Linked DNA regions of Mus musculus: regions 2, 3 and 4 are each linked to region 1. A link is a contact called in public HiChIP or PLAC-seq data. All regions are on one chromosome and are shown on one strand. Each heading gives the region's core, a stretch centred on a gene start, on an enhancer-like site or on the middle of the called end of the contact. The rest is flanking DNA. Distances are from core to core; before and after follow the strand shown.

Evidence for each region. HiChIP or PLAC-seq counts read pairs in DNA pulled down with a chosen protein or histone mark.
Region 2: a contact with region 1 is called in a FOXA1 HiChIP or PLAC-seq map of pancreatic cancer cells. The contact joins two enhancer-like sites. A contact is called at or near these places in 1 of 15 datasets of contacts at CTCF or cohesin (the NIH/3T3 cell line), 2 of 484 Hi-C or Micro-C datasets (the HPC-7 cell line and bone marrow-derived macrophages) and 1 of 115 datasets of contacts at active chromatin or transcription factors (pancreatic cancer cells).
Region 3: a contact with region 1 is called in an HNF4G HiChIP or PLAC-seq map of pancreatic cancer cells. The contact joins two enhancer-like sites. A contact is called at or near these places in 1 of 15 datasets of contacts at CTCF or cohesin (the NIH/3T3 cell line), 3 of 484 Hi-C or Micro-C datasets (the HPC-7 cell line, bone marrow-derived macrophages and embryonic fibroblasts) and 1 of 115 datasets of contacts at active chromatin or transcription factors (pancreatic cancer cells).
Region 4: a FOXA1 HiChIP or PLAC-seq map of pancreatic cancer cells shows a contact between it and region 1. The contact joins two enhancer-like sites. A contact is called at or near these places in 1 of 115 datasets of contacts at active chromatin or transcription factors (pancreatic cancer cells) and 1 of 9 other capture datasets (embryonic stem cells).

What each region holds. Positions count from the first base shown.
Region 1 is chr10:67,359,919-67,363,093 of GRCm38.p6, forward strand. The region is part of intron 2 of Gm46230 (a long non-coding RNA gene); the gene reads left to right. Among named protein-coding and RNA genes, the nearest start is that of Gm46230, 12 kb to the left of the region's middle. Within about 2 kb of position 1,598, at least 41 of the 459 cell types and tissues checked have an H3K27ac peak or open chromatin away from gene starts, as enhancers often do. A contact at or near this core is called in the NIH/3T3 cell line, embryonic fibroblasts and pancreatic cancer cells, where this site is marked.
Region 2 is chr10:67,844,914-67,848,041 of GRCm38.p6, forward strand. No RefSeq gene overlaps it. Among named protein-coding and RNA genes, the nearest start is that of Gm51769, 56 kb to the left of the region's middle. Within about 2 kb of position 1,263, at least 64 of the 459 cell types and tissues checked have an H3K27ac peak or open chromatin away from gene starts, as enhancers often do. A contact at or near this core is called in pancreatic cancer cells, where this site is marked.
Region 3 is chr10:67,864,397-67,867,442 of GRCm38.p6, forward strand. No RefSeq gene overlaps it. Among named protein-coding and RNA genes, the nearest start is that of Zfp365, 47 kb to the right of the region's middle. Within about 2 kb of position 1,630, at least 26 of the 459 cell types and tissues checked have an H3K27ac peak or open chromatin away from gene starts, as enhancers often do. A contact at or near this core is called in the NIH/3T3 cell line, embryonic fibroblasts and pancreatic cancer cells, where this site is marked.
Region 4 is chr10:66,862,761-66,866,207 of GRCm38.p6, forward strand. No RefSeq gene overlaps it. Among named protein-coding and RNA genes, the nearest start is that of Gm31416, 30 kb to the left of the region's middle. Within about 2 kb of position 1,906, at least 239 of the 459 cell types and tissues checked have an H3K27ac peak or open chromatin away from gene starts, as enhancers often do. A contact at or near this core is called in pancreatic cancer cells, where this site is marked.

The DNA of each region.
Region 1 (3,175 bases), core at 348-2,847:
TTCAGAGCCATAAGTCCAACATTGGAATATCACACAGAGTAGTTCAACTGCCCTAGAAGCTTCTGTAGCTACAGGTCATCCTTCCTCCCCTCTGAACTCTGACCTCTGACAGACCTCTTTCCTTCTCTGCAGCTCTGCCCGGTCCAGCATGTCATGTAACTGGGTCCATATGCCTTGTAGGCTTTTCAGATTGGCTTCTTTCCCTTCCGTATCTTTTCATTCTTTGGTAGCTCTTGTTCTGGGGTGGTGGTGGGGAGGCAGGGTCCCAGTCTGGCCTCAAACTCGGGCTGTGTCTGCCTCAGTCCCTCTAGGGCTTCCATGACAGATGTGTTCTGTCAACCCCAGCCTGATAACTCTTCACTTTCAGAACGTGTGGTAACATTCCTGTGCAGATGGGCTATAGCTAATTATCTATTCATCCAGGGCAGAACATCTCAGATACTTCCGAGTTTTGATGAACATCGGTTCTTTAAGCAGGTAAGGAGGACACAGAGAAATGGCATCAAAGTCTGTTTGAAGATTGATATTTAATGTGTAGGATGTGTATGTGGAGAGAGGCTGTAATAGAGAAGGCTAATTTTATTTAGGGAATCATTCCAAAACCACAGTGTGGATCCCATGTGAGAGGCACTTCTACTGTTACTATTGTGCTTGGAAACAGACATAAAGAAAAGCTGATTTATACACTCTCTTTCTCGCGCGCGCGCGCACGCACACACACACACACAAACACACATGGTGAGCTGATGAGATGGCTCAGGGGGAAGCTTGCTGCTAAGCCCAGTGACCTGAGTTTGGTCCCTAGGACCCACGTGGTGGAAGGAGACAACGACTCTGACCTCTGCATGCATACCGTGGTATAAACTCAAGCGTGCACACATGTACGGCCACACACATGCCATACATGTAAAACACAAGACGTTCTGTTGGGATGAATTTAAGTCATGAAGGTTTCTCTGAGAGTCTGGTGGAGAGAACCCCAGGCTGTGGGCTTGAGTGCTGTTTGCTCCTCGTGACTCAGAGAGAACCATGTGGCTTGTGCCTTTCTGAGGAGCCTCGCTGAATGTCTTGGAAGGAAGCCCAACATCGGAGGTGGTGGTAATGGCGGTGATGTGGCAAACTGTCCAATTTGTCTGAACACGGGGAGCCACCCTCAACTTCTAAATAAACTCAGAGTGAGTCACGCCAAGAACAGAGTCCACAGCCTCATTACAGGAGAACAATTGCTGCCCCTATTCAGTGCTGCTTATACTCACTGGGCTTTGCAGATGGAACAATACTGTCGGTGTGCCTGTGACTGGTCAGGGCAATATGTCACATAAAGATTCTAATGGCATCCCTGACACTCCATCTTTGACAGAATTTATTTCATCTGTTGAAGTAATACACTCTGGTGCTGAAGAGACAGATCAGCAAATAAAGCCCGTGCCGTACAAGCGAGAATTGGGAGTTTGGGTCCCCAGAACCCACATAGATGCTGGGTGGATGTGGCGGCCTGCTTGTAATTCCAGTACTCAGAAGATGGAGAGAGGGCACCTCAGGCCCAGAGCAAGCTGGCTGGCTAGAGTAACCATGTTGGTGAGCTCTGGGGAAGCCTGACTCAGTGAACAGGGTGAAGGGTTGAATGAGATCCAGGGAGGCTTTCAACATTAGGCTTAGGGCTCTCTCTGTCTCTCTCTCCTTCTTTCTTCTTTCTCTCTCATACACACAAACACACATAAACACACATATAGCAGCAACACACACACACACAGACAAGTGTGTGTGTGTGTTTGTGTGTGTGCCTGCCTACCCACTCATGTGCAAACATGCATACATGCACACACGCCATACACACATACGTGTAGAGTAACACAATTGTGGGCCCCATGAAATTGTCCCTTGAATGCGCCAAAATTGTTGATATCTCTGTCAGGACCGGTGTCCCTGAGGATGTCAGGGTTGACAGCCTGAAGAGCTTTTATTCCGCTCACTTTAATTCTCCCCTTCCTCTCTAGCCCCTTACTCAATACATAAGCTCCGTGGTTATGCAGATTGTAGAACGCCTACCTAAGGCTTAACGCCTAAAATCCCCATTTAAAAGAGAACATAGGATATCTGTTGACTTGTAGGGTCTGGATTACCTCAGTCAGGATGATTATTTTTTTATAGCTCCATTCATCCATTTACCCATAATTTTCATAATTCTTTTAACAGCCAAATAATGTTTCGTTTTCCATTTTTATTATTCATCCATTTGCCTAACCAGTCGACGGGCATCAAGGCTGTTCTCAGTGTCTGGCTATGGTGCATAGAGCAGCAGTGAACATGGCTGAGCAAGCATCTTCTCTGCAGTGGGATGAAGCATCCTTTGGGTAGATGATGCCCAAGCGTGGTCTAGCTGGATCTTGAGGTAGAGCTATTCCCATCCTTGCCTAGAACCAGAGCGCACTGCTTTCCATAGTGGCTGTACAAGTTTGCATTCCCACAGCAACGGAGGAGTGTTCCCCTTACCCCACATCCCTGACAGTATGAGCTGTCATTTGTTTTATTGATCTTGGCCAAGGTGACTGGTAGACGATGTAATCTCAAAGTAGTTTTTCTTTTTTTGATTTGCAGTTTGCAAGAGCATGTCGAAAGTATAAGGGAGTCTTAGGAGGGAGGTAGCTATTGTTAATCTGGGGCCAGCCCCACTTTTTTTTTTTTTTAAACAGGCTCAACAGCTCAACAGTGTGGGGATCTCTTTTACCATAGTGAACTATGAGAATTCTGACCATAGCCATGTCTTTGGAAAACAGATATTCACATATCTGGGAGAAATCCAAAGTTAAGTCATCCTGCAGGGGCAAAGAGCCTGTTGGTGGCAGTGCTACGTACAACAGAGAGAACAACACTCCATTCACCTCGTTAGTAAACAAAGTAGAGATAAATATTTACCATGAGAAAAATGTTTCACCGCCAAAGGTTCGAGGAAGCAATGCTGGTGATTAACTTTCTAGTTACGGAAGTTGACTGAGGAAGATGGGCAGGTACCCGAGACAGATTGCGTACAACAGTAGCCAGCAACTGATCCATGTACAGGGCTCTGTGAACTGAGTTCCCCTACGCAAACACTCAGCGAGGTCAGAATTTGAGGTGAGGGCTAGGAAAATAAACTCATTCATTTCTCCAAATCCTTCTTAATATTGACGCAACA
Region 2 (3,128 bases), core at 13-2,512, 480 kb after region 1:
TGGATTCTGTCTCTGGAGCCCACATGGTGAGAGGAGAGAATCACCCCTTCAAATTGTCCTCTGACATCGACACATTTACCCCACCCTATACTCAAATAAATAAATAAGTCTTAAAAATTAAAGACTGCAATGTTGTTATCTGAGGGCAATTAATTCCCTTTGAAGTATCAGAGCTCATTCCCAACCTCCAGTAGTTTCCCTGATCCCTGGTCCAGAGCTGGATCTTTCACAGGGTCCCAATCAAACCTGCCCGTAGCCTATGCTTTAAAGGATCTCTGAAAGAATACTGTTTCCTCCTTCTATCCTGTGCTTTCTTTTTTAATATATATATACACATATGTGTATAGGTATATATGTATATATGTCTATGTACATATATATGTACATGTGTATATATGTCTGTGAATATATGTCTACATATAGGTATATGTATATATGTATGTGTAAATATACACATGATTAAATAGGTATATATAGGTATATGTGTGTATGCATGTATATATGTAATGTGTATATGTGTATATGTATGTATGTGTGTATACATGTAATATGTATATATGTATATGTGTATATGTATATATATGTATTTGTATATAGGTATGTGTATATATGTATATATGAATGCGTGTATATGTATATGTATACATATGTATATGTATATACATAATAACCTATATTATGTATAAATTCTTTGAGAATCTTAAATATATTTGCAATGTATTTTTATCATATGCATGCACCCTACTCTTCCCTCTATCGAACCCATTCTTCACCCTTCTACCTCTTCCCAACTTCATATCTTCCTTTCTTCTCTCTTTGTCTTCATATCTTCCTTTCTTCTCTCTTTGTCTGGATCTATGCTCTTCCTATATCACTGAATCTTTCTTAAACAGCTTTCAGGGAGCTGACTCAGTAACACAGACACACTCTTCCTGGCACACAAGGAGTATCTGGGCTAACCCCTGAGATAAACAGCGAACTGAGTTTCCGCTTTGGCAAAGCAGAAGCAACAATGGCTTTCTCCTGGCTGCTTGAGAGCACATAGTGGGGCTCCTATAAACAAACCTCGGGGCTAAGTGCCAGTACTACTTTGATTGTTCAGTATCTATCCTTAATCCAGAGTGAAGAAAGAAAGTGACTCATTCTGTCACCTACGACAGGACAGTCCTTCATTGTGGAACGTGGGCTGTTGGGAACGGCTTGAGTCCAGTTCTGAGAGGCTGAACTCCTCAGCTGGGTGCAGTGAGTTGTCTGTGCCAGTCTCCCCGGGCACAAGAGAAGTCCTTCGGGAGACAATGGTGGCCATTGTGGAGCTGGGGTGTGGTGAGAAGGGGAATGTGGGTAACGCCCACTGAATCTTTGCCAAAGACCTGCATGGCAAGCAAGGGCAGTTTTTCCTGGGATTCTTTTCTGATTAAGAAGTGGGAACGAAGCTAAAAGACTTGTTCCTCCCCAGGCAAGGAAGCCTCAAAGCTCTCCAGACAGGTGGCCAAGCCTCAGCGGGTTGTGGCGCATGGATGATGGGGCCTCTGCCCTCGTTTCCACTTTATTTTTTAACTGCTGTCGACCCTAGCCCTGGTCCTCCGCTGAACAAGTCCACCCATGAAGGAGTGAGCCAAGCTTCACCTCTCTGCCAAGCCATGAGGGGCTTTGAGGCCAAATTAAACAAGCTAATAATGAGTAGCTCAAATTGGGCAACTCATGCAAAGAGACAAGAACGGGCGGAGGCTGGAGGAGCAAAACAATGGCTTAAAGGGGTGACAAGAGTCAGACTCAGTGGCCTGATACCAGAGGAAAGGGAACCAGGTTAGGAAAGGTGGGAAAAGAGGTAACACAGTGCCTCACGTATTTGGGGTACTCATTGTTTACCCTGCCTCAGTCTGTTTGTAGCCAGTCTTTTCTGGGTACCCTTTGAACCACAGCTCAACTGGGTCAAGGGTGGAAGAAGCCTCTAAGTTGGTGATTCTCAACCTGTGGGTCGAGACCCCCAGGGCACATACTAAATATCTTGTATATCCAAAATTTACGTTATGACTCATAACAGTAGCAAAAATTACAGTTATAAAGTAGCAATTGAAATAATTTAAGTTGGGGGTGTCACTATAACATGAAGAAATGTATTAAAAGGGTGCAGCACTAGGAAGGTTGAGAACCTCTGCTCTAAGTGTATGGGCTGGGTCATGTGATGCTGTCCCCAGCTGGGAGATGCCAGGAAATCTGCATAGTGCATTATAGCCTTCAACCTTCTCTAGTGAATGGTTTGTTTCAGAAAAGATCCATGTGACACATGCAGTAAAATAAACTCTATGTCAGGGAACTGTGCATTTCCTTAGAAAGAAAAAAAATTCATTTATTTATTTCATTTCCCAAGAACAGTATCCAAGAACCTTTAACTTAGTCAGAAATTGTGACTAAGATCCATTTTTCCGTATCCTTCCCAGATCCATTTTTCCGTATTTTCTCTCATATGTGTGATGTTGCCTGTCATTAGGGTTCTCTGTGCTCATTTAGTTGGGCAACTTTGTTTCCGAGTTCATTTTCTTTCCTTCTGGCGGCTTCATTTAGAGTTGCAAAAGTCAGCAGAAAAATGGCAGTTCATAGCACAGCCCTCTAATCCAAGGTCAGTGCTACCCCACGAAGTTACCTGGCTCTGTATAAAATTAAAATGAAGGACCTTACAGTCAACAATTGTTAAGGATGCCCTAGAGCAGGAGGGAGTTAGGGAGCTATCAGAACATAGAGGCCTGCCTCATAACACAGGTTACAGGCCTATGCAACCAGCCTTGCTTCCCCAGACTTGATGAGCGGCTTGTGAATGCTATACTCACCAATCCATGTTTTCTCATCTTTAAATGGTGGACTATAATAGTACCTGTCTCACAGCACTGTATCAGGCTAACCAAAGTGGCAGCCTGCTTAGCATTGTGAATCTCAGGTCAGCCTGAGCTGTGTAGTGAGACCTAGTCTCAGGAGCAAAAGGCAAAGGAAAATGTTTCCAATGACAGTCTAGCGTGGACAGTGGATGACTTCTAAAGGGGAAAGAGTTAGATTTGTTTATTTAAGAATATGTTTCCTAGTAGGTTGAGTATGCTCTAATGGATGACCCCACATAACTAGCAGTTTATATA
Region 3 (3,046 bases), core at 380-2,879, 500 kb after region 1:
AGGGATGTGCACTTGTACATGTGTGTGCCCCAAGGAGTCCAGGAGAGAAACTCAGATCCCCTTAGAGCTAAAGTTAGAGGCATCTGTGAGCTGCCCAACAGGAAAAAATGGAATTCAGATCCTGTGTAGGAACCAAACACTCCGAATTGCCAACTGTCTTAGTCAGGGTTTCTATTCCTGCACAAAACAGCATGACCAAGAGGCAAGCTGGGAAGGAAAGGGTTTATTCAGCTTACACTTTCACATCACCAAAGGAAGTCAGGACAGGAACTCAGACAGGACAGGAACTCGGAGGCAGGAGCTGATGCAGAGACCATGGAGGGATGTTACTTACTGGCTTGCTTCCCCTGGCTTGCTCAGCTTGCTTTCTTATAGAACCCAAAACTACAAGCCCAGGGATGGACCACCCACCATGGACCCTCCCACCCTTGATCACTTATTGAGAAAATGCCTTAGAACTGGATCTCATGGAGGCATTTCCTCAAGGGAGGCTCCTTTCTCTGTGATAACTCTAGCTTGTGTCAAGTTGACACAAAACTAGCCAGTACACCAACCATCTCTCTAGAACAGCTCCATCTGTTTTCCATCTTACAGAGAGAGAGAGAGAGAGAGAGAGAGAGAGAGAGAGAGAGAGAGAGAGAGAGAGAGAGAGAGAGAGAGGTCTATATTGAATACATAGAGCAAGGGGACTGGAAACTCCCTACTCAGTATTTCCAAGGAAGGTCTAGGCTGACTGTTCTCAACACCCCCTCTTTCTGAAGTATCCAGATTTCCACCCTCAGTGTATTTGAGGCTCACACTGAATTTTGAGTTTTAAAAAGGAAGCCTTGCTGGCAACATCTTGGGACACTCCTTGGTCCTCTGTTGGGGCTCCTGCAACTCACTTTGGCTCCCTGTCAGAACCACCCCCATCAGTTCTGGATGGGGAAAGAAGCTAGGCGAGATGCTCAGAGCAAATTCTTCACAGCAGCGACTGAAAGGCGTTACTCAAGTGCTGTCCTTCCTGAAGGCCATCTCTGTGCCAGAGCACTGTGGAGTTTCTCCTAAGAAGGACATCAGAGTTAGTGTGTGTATACTAAAGGCTTGATACTTTTTTCCTGAATTTTTATTAGGTATTTACTTCATTTACATTTCAAATGCTATCCCCAAAGTCCCCTACACCCACCCCCTGTTCCCCTACCCGCCCACTCCCAATTCTTGGCCTTGGTGTTTCCCCTGTACTGGGGCATATAAAGTTTGCAAGACCAAGGGGCCTCTCTTCCCAGTGATGGCCGACTAGGCCATCTTGTGCAACAAATGCAGCTAGAGACACGAGCTCTGGGGGTACTGGTTAGTTCATATTGTTGTTCCACCTATAGGGTTGCAGACCCCTTTAGCTCCTTGGGTAGTTTCTCTAGCTCCTCCATTAGGGGCCTGTGTTTCATCCAATAGCTGACTGTGAGCATCCACTTCTGTGTTTGCCAGGCACTGGCATAGCCTCATATGCAACAGCTATATCAGAGTCCTTTCAGCAAAATCTTGCTGGTGTATGCAATGGTGTCTGCTTTTGGTGGCTGATTATGGGATGGACCCCTGGGTGGGGCAGTCTTGAAGTCGATGAGACAGAACTATCCGGCCAGCCCCAGTTGTTAGGCAACTGACCCGAGAGCAGGTGAATCAGCCACTGTGATGGCCAAGTCAGTGAGTCACCCGCTGTCTGAAGGAATTCAACTTCCGAACCCAACTTCTGGGGCTTCCAAAAACCCCTTAGTCATTCTAATCACTCGCAAGCTCTGATGGAGTTATCTTGGACCCTTCTCTTTACCCCTTGGGTATTTGGAGGTTTGTGTGTGTTTTTATTTACTTTGATGTCATCGATGTTGACTTTGATTAAAGCTAGGTCTTCTGTAGCCCAGGCTAGCCTCAAACTCACTTTGTAAGCAAGAATGACCTTCAGTTTCTGATACGCCGCCCCACCTCTACCTCCCAAGGATTACAGTATGTGCCACCACACCATGTTTGTGTGGGACTGGAACCCAGGGACTTTGTGCATGGTAGAGAAGCATTCTATCAATGAAACCACCGACACAGTTCAACCTGTTTTATTCCTCTTTGGAGACGAACTTAGATCAAGCGTCTCCACAGAGCGGCTCATACTCCAGCGAAGTGTACTTCCTTTTGGCTTGATTCCCCTGCTAATCTGGGCCTTCAGAGGAGAAGCAGAGTGTGGAGAGGTTTTTCTGGATCACAGCCTTAGACTCGCTAAGCCTCGTAATGACTGGCGACCGAGTGCCAAATCTGGGCTTACTGTGAGAGTGCTTAAAGTCAATCTTAGGCTTTAACATGGGATGTGGTAGCGCTAGAGAGATGGCTCAGTGGTTGCGAGCATTTTCTGCTCTTCCAGAGGACCGAAATTTGGTTCCTACCTCTCTTGGGCAGTTCACAACTGTGTACAACTCCAGTTCCAGGTGATCTGACACCCTCTTCTGGCCTCTGCATAAACATTCACACACATATACAAAAATAGAAATAAAAAAGTAAATTTTTAAGGGGCTGTAGACACAGTTCGGTGGCTGAGGGGGTTACACTACTCCTCCAGAGGACCCTAGTTCAATTCATAGCACCCACATTTGGCTGTTCACAATCACCTGTAAGCTGGAGAAAGTCTGATACCCTCTTCTGACTTCCTAGGGTACTTCACACATATGGTACACAAACACTTGGGCACACACAGAGGATAAATGTCTAAGTAAATAATTAAAAAAATATTTTCAATATTCTGGAGACGGATGCTTTTTCCTATCATTTGAAGCAAGATTGCTTCCAATGAATCCTTTTGATCATATTAACTGATGTATTTGGGAGCCATCCTGACCCTTAACTGTCTCTGAATTGGCTCTTTCAAACTTTCCCACCTTTTCTCAGCAGACTAGCACTGGCCTCTCTCTTATGTTGGACATTCACAGTCTTGCAACACTGGATCAAATCGATGGAAAATATAGGCACAGTAATTACAGAGGTCCTGTAAGTCCCATTTAATGTTTTAAAATCCCTCCAGTGACCATTG
Region 4 (3,447 bases), core at 656-3,155, 500 kb before region 1:
TTGTTTTGTTTTGTTTTTTTTACTGTAAGACTTTGGCTCAACAAACTTCAACAGTGGAATCTGAAACCCTATTTGAAATATAAGGATTCAGAAGAAGTGGCTTTGAGCTCCTGCAAACGGTACTTCCGTTCTTTTGGTGAGAAAGTCTTTGAGATTTCATGGCATAAAGAGTTATAATTGATGGAGGGTTGAGGGTAGAAAACCCTCTGTGGTGGTAGCATTAATAAACTTAAAAGCATTTTATAAACTTGAAAATGTTCTTGCAATTGTAGTGGTAAGGGATAGAGGTGTAAATTGCAAGCATTTTTATTTTGTTTTACAAATTGAGGTCACCAAGGCACACAAAAACTTCCGTAACTATGTCATTTCTCTTGGGGAAAAAAATGAAACTACCTATATATTCACCATCGACAGTAAGCAAATATGCCATGAATTCAAATGAAGGCTGGAAAGATGGCTCAGTGGCTAAGGGCATTTGTTGCTTTTGCAGGGGACCCAGGTTCAATGGCCAGCACCTACCTAAGTGATCCAAAACCAGCTGTAACTCCAGTTTCAAAGAATCTGTCTCACTCTTCTGGCCTCCACAAGTACAGCATGCATGTGGAGAAAATATTCATACCATATACGTAAAATAAATAAACTTCTTAAAGGTAAAACGTGGTAAAAATGAATCAAAGCTGCAGAGATCAGAAAGAATAATCCTCAAACAGGGAATTTTGGTTTGGTTCTATTTGGTTTGGCTTGGGTTCCCCCCCACCCCCAATAGGATTTTAATTAGCCCAGTCTGACCTGGAACTCTTGATCCTCCTGCCTCAGTCTCTCCATGGGCTGGCATCACAGACAGAATCCTGAATCACAAAATGCAGCTATGTAATAATATAGAGAGCATATTGTCACGTTTGGAAACATCCAAACAATATGCTGAATATGGCTTTTAATATAAATCGGGAAGCTATCCATGGGAATCCATGTGTCAATATTGGACTGTGTTTACCTACAAGAAGGAAAAAAGTAGAGAGAACATAGAGAGGAAGTCGTGTCTCTTAGTTAAGCTGGGGTGTGACTATACTGTATCATTCTCTCTGGGCCTTCTCTATGTGTGAAATACTTAAAAATATGATTATTTTGTCTCCTTACTTTGTATCAGAGTATCACTCTTTGTCCTATTTATCTCTCACAAAAGCATAGTCCCCCTCCCCCTAAGAAAAGCCTTGCTATGCCAGTTTCACAGATGAAGGCCCCAGCTCAGTCTTTTAATCACATACCAAGTTCACTCGCCCAGCATTTGATAGAGGAAAGCCTAGGGTTCATTTCCAGCTGTATCAATTTTGCTTTTCTTTTTTCGTCAAATACTTGCCAAGAAACATCTCAACAGAGGGGGAGTTTATTCGGCTTAGCAGGCAAGGCATGGGGTTGGAGCTTGAGGCGGCTGGATACATTGTATACACACGGGAAGAAGAGATGCATGAACGCTAGTGTTGAGCTCACTCACTTTTTGAGTCGGTCTAGGACGCCAGGGAATGGCGCCACCTACAGTTTAGGTAGTGCTACTACCTCAATTAGTCTGATCTGGAAATTCCCTCGTAGAAAGGTCAGGAAAGTGTGTCACCTACGTGATTCTAGATCCTGTCAATCACCATTAACCACCACACCGCAGTGTAGCACCACTGTCAAGGGAAAAGGCATCGGATTGCAACTGCAACTTTTGTACAGGGTGCGTGAAACTCTAACTTCCCTCCCTGAGCGCCCTGGAAAGAGCTGACACTGTTTCTCCCAGTTTATTTGCATGTTTGCCTTCTCAACAAAGAAAACCTCGTGCCTCAGCCACTTCCTGCCTGACTCATTGTTCCTATCAAGCCCAGGCAGCACCCACTCTTCCAAGGAACAGGGTCATGGCTGTGTGTCTCTTCAGGAAGTGGCTGCTCTACAGATGGCCACAGGCTTCCTGCTTCAGTCAAGGCTTTTGAATCACACTACTCCCTGTCTGTGGTTTTGAATGTTTTTGTTTGTTTGCTGGGGAGGAATGAATAACTGACCTTGAATGGGGTTGTAGGGGGGAAGGTAGACTGTGTGACACAGAGCCACGCTGGATTCATGGTCTCAGCCTGAATCGGGTTGTACTTTGAAGGACAGCAGATTTCAGGAGGCTGAAACTACGGAGACAAACGGTTTATAAATTCTTATTTTCCCCCATCACTTTGGCCAGCACTGGGCTGCCCTTCTTAAGCCAGAGAGAACAGAGTTAGATTATATTGCTACAACAGTAAAATCTGTGATAGAAGGATGTCTACAGAACTGGGAGGCCTGGCCTCACATTTAAGTCTTCTAACCTCTTCCTTTTTAACACTGCTTGAAATGCCATGACTGGATTCAGTGTGCTCGGAAGCTCCGTAAAATCACGTCTCTGCGCGAACATGTAGGAAGGATGCCTATCACATCACAACCCACTGGGCTGGTGAGAGCGCTCTTGGCTCCACCCCCTACAGTTCAGTGAGAGTGGAGATGGTCCTCTGAAAAAAGAAAAAGCTAACCCAGGCATCTCTCACATTGACAGCTGGAGGAAATCTTCGTGGTGTGCCAGGGACCAGGCTGGACCCGCCTTCTGCGACACAAGACCCACTGACATAAATCAGCCTTCACATTCACGTGGCTTTTGGAGATCAAAGTTCAAAGTAAGGGGAAAGGGGTTTGTTGTGGCTATTCTGTCAGTACATGGAATGGCTCCTGGAACATCCCTCAGTGGGGAGGGGAGGCTTCTGCAGTGCACCCCTAGAGTCCTATCCTTCACAATTGCAGGCTAATCTAGGAGGTTCAACAGTCCTTCGGTCTCATACTCATCAGGTGCCATGCTTCACTGGACAAGAAAGTAATCTGTCGTGAACACTACTATCGCTGTCTTTTCTTGGGGACCTATGAGGTGGTAGAATTCAGATTTTTTTTTTAACTTGCAAATCTGTGTGTGCATGTGTATGTGTGCATGCATGTGTTCGTGGAGGGGGGTATGTGTGTGACTGTGAGTGCATGTGAAAGCCAGAAGACCTTGGGTATCATTCACAATTTCTTGGGGTTTTTCTTTTCCCTTTGAGACAAGACTTCTCATTGGCCTAGAACTTACAAATAGTCTGGGATGGCCCCACAGCAAACCTCAGATAGCCACAAATGCATTGCACTGTGTTATAGAAGGACATTTTTCAAACAAGTATGCACGAGGAACAGCATAGGCCATATCCCCTCCCCCTCCCATTAGTCTCTTCTAAGAAACGTAACTGTAAAGACAGATGTCTCAGCAGTTAAAAGCAGGCACTGCTCTTGCAGAAGACTGGAGTCTATGTCCCAGCACCACATAAGGCAGCTCACAGATCCCTGTAACTCTGGTTCGGAGGATCTAATGTCCACTTGAGCCTCCACAGGTACCTGACTTATGTGTGCAACTCCCCACCCCACCCC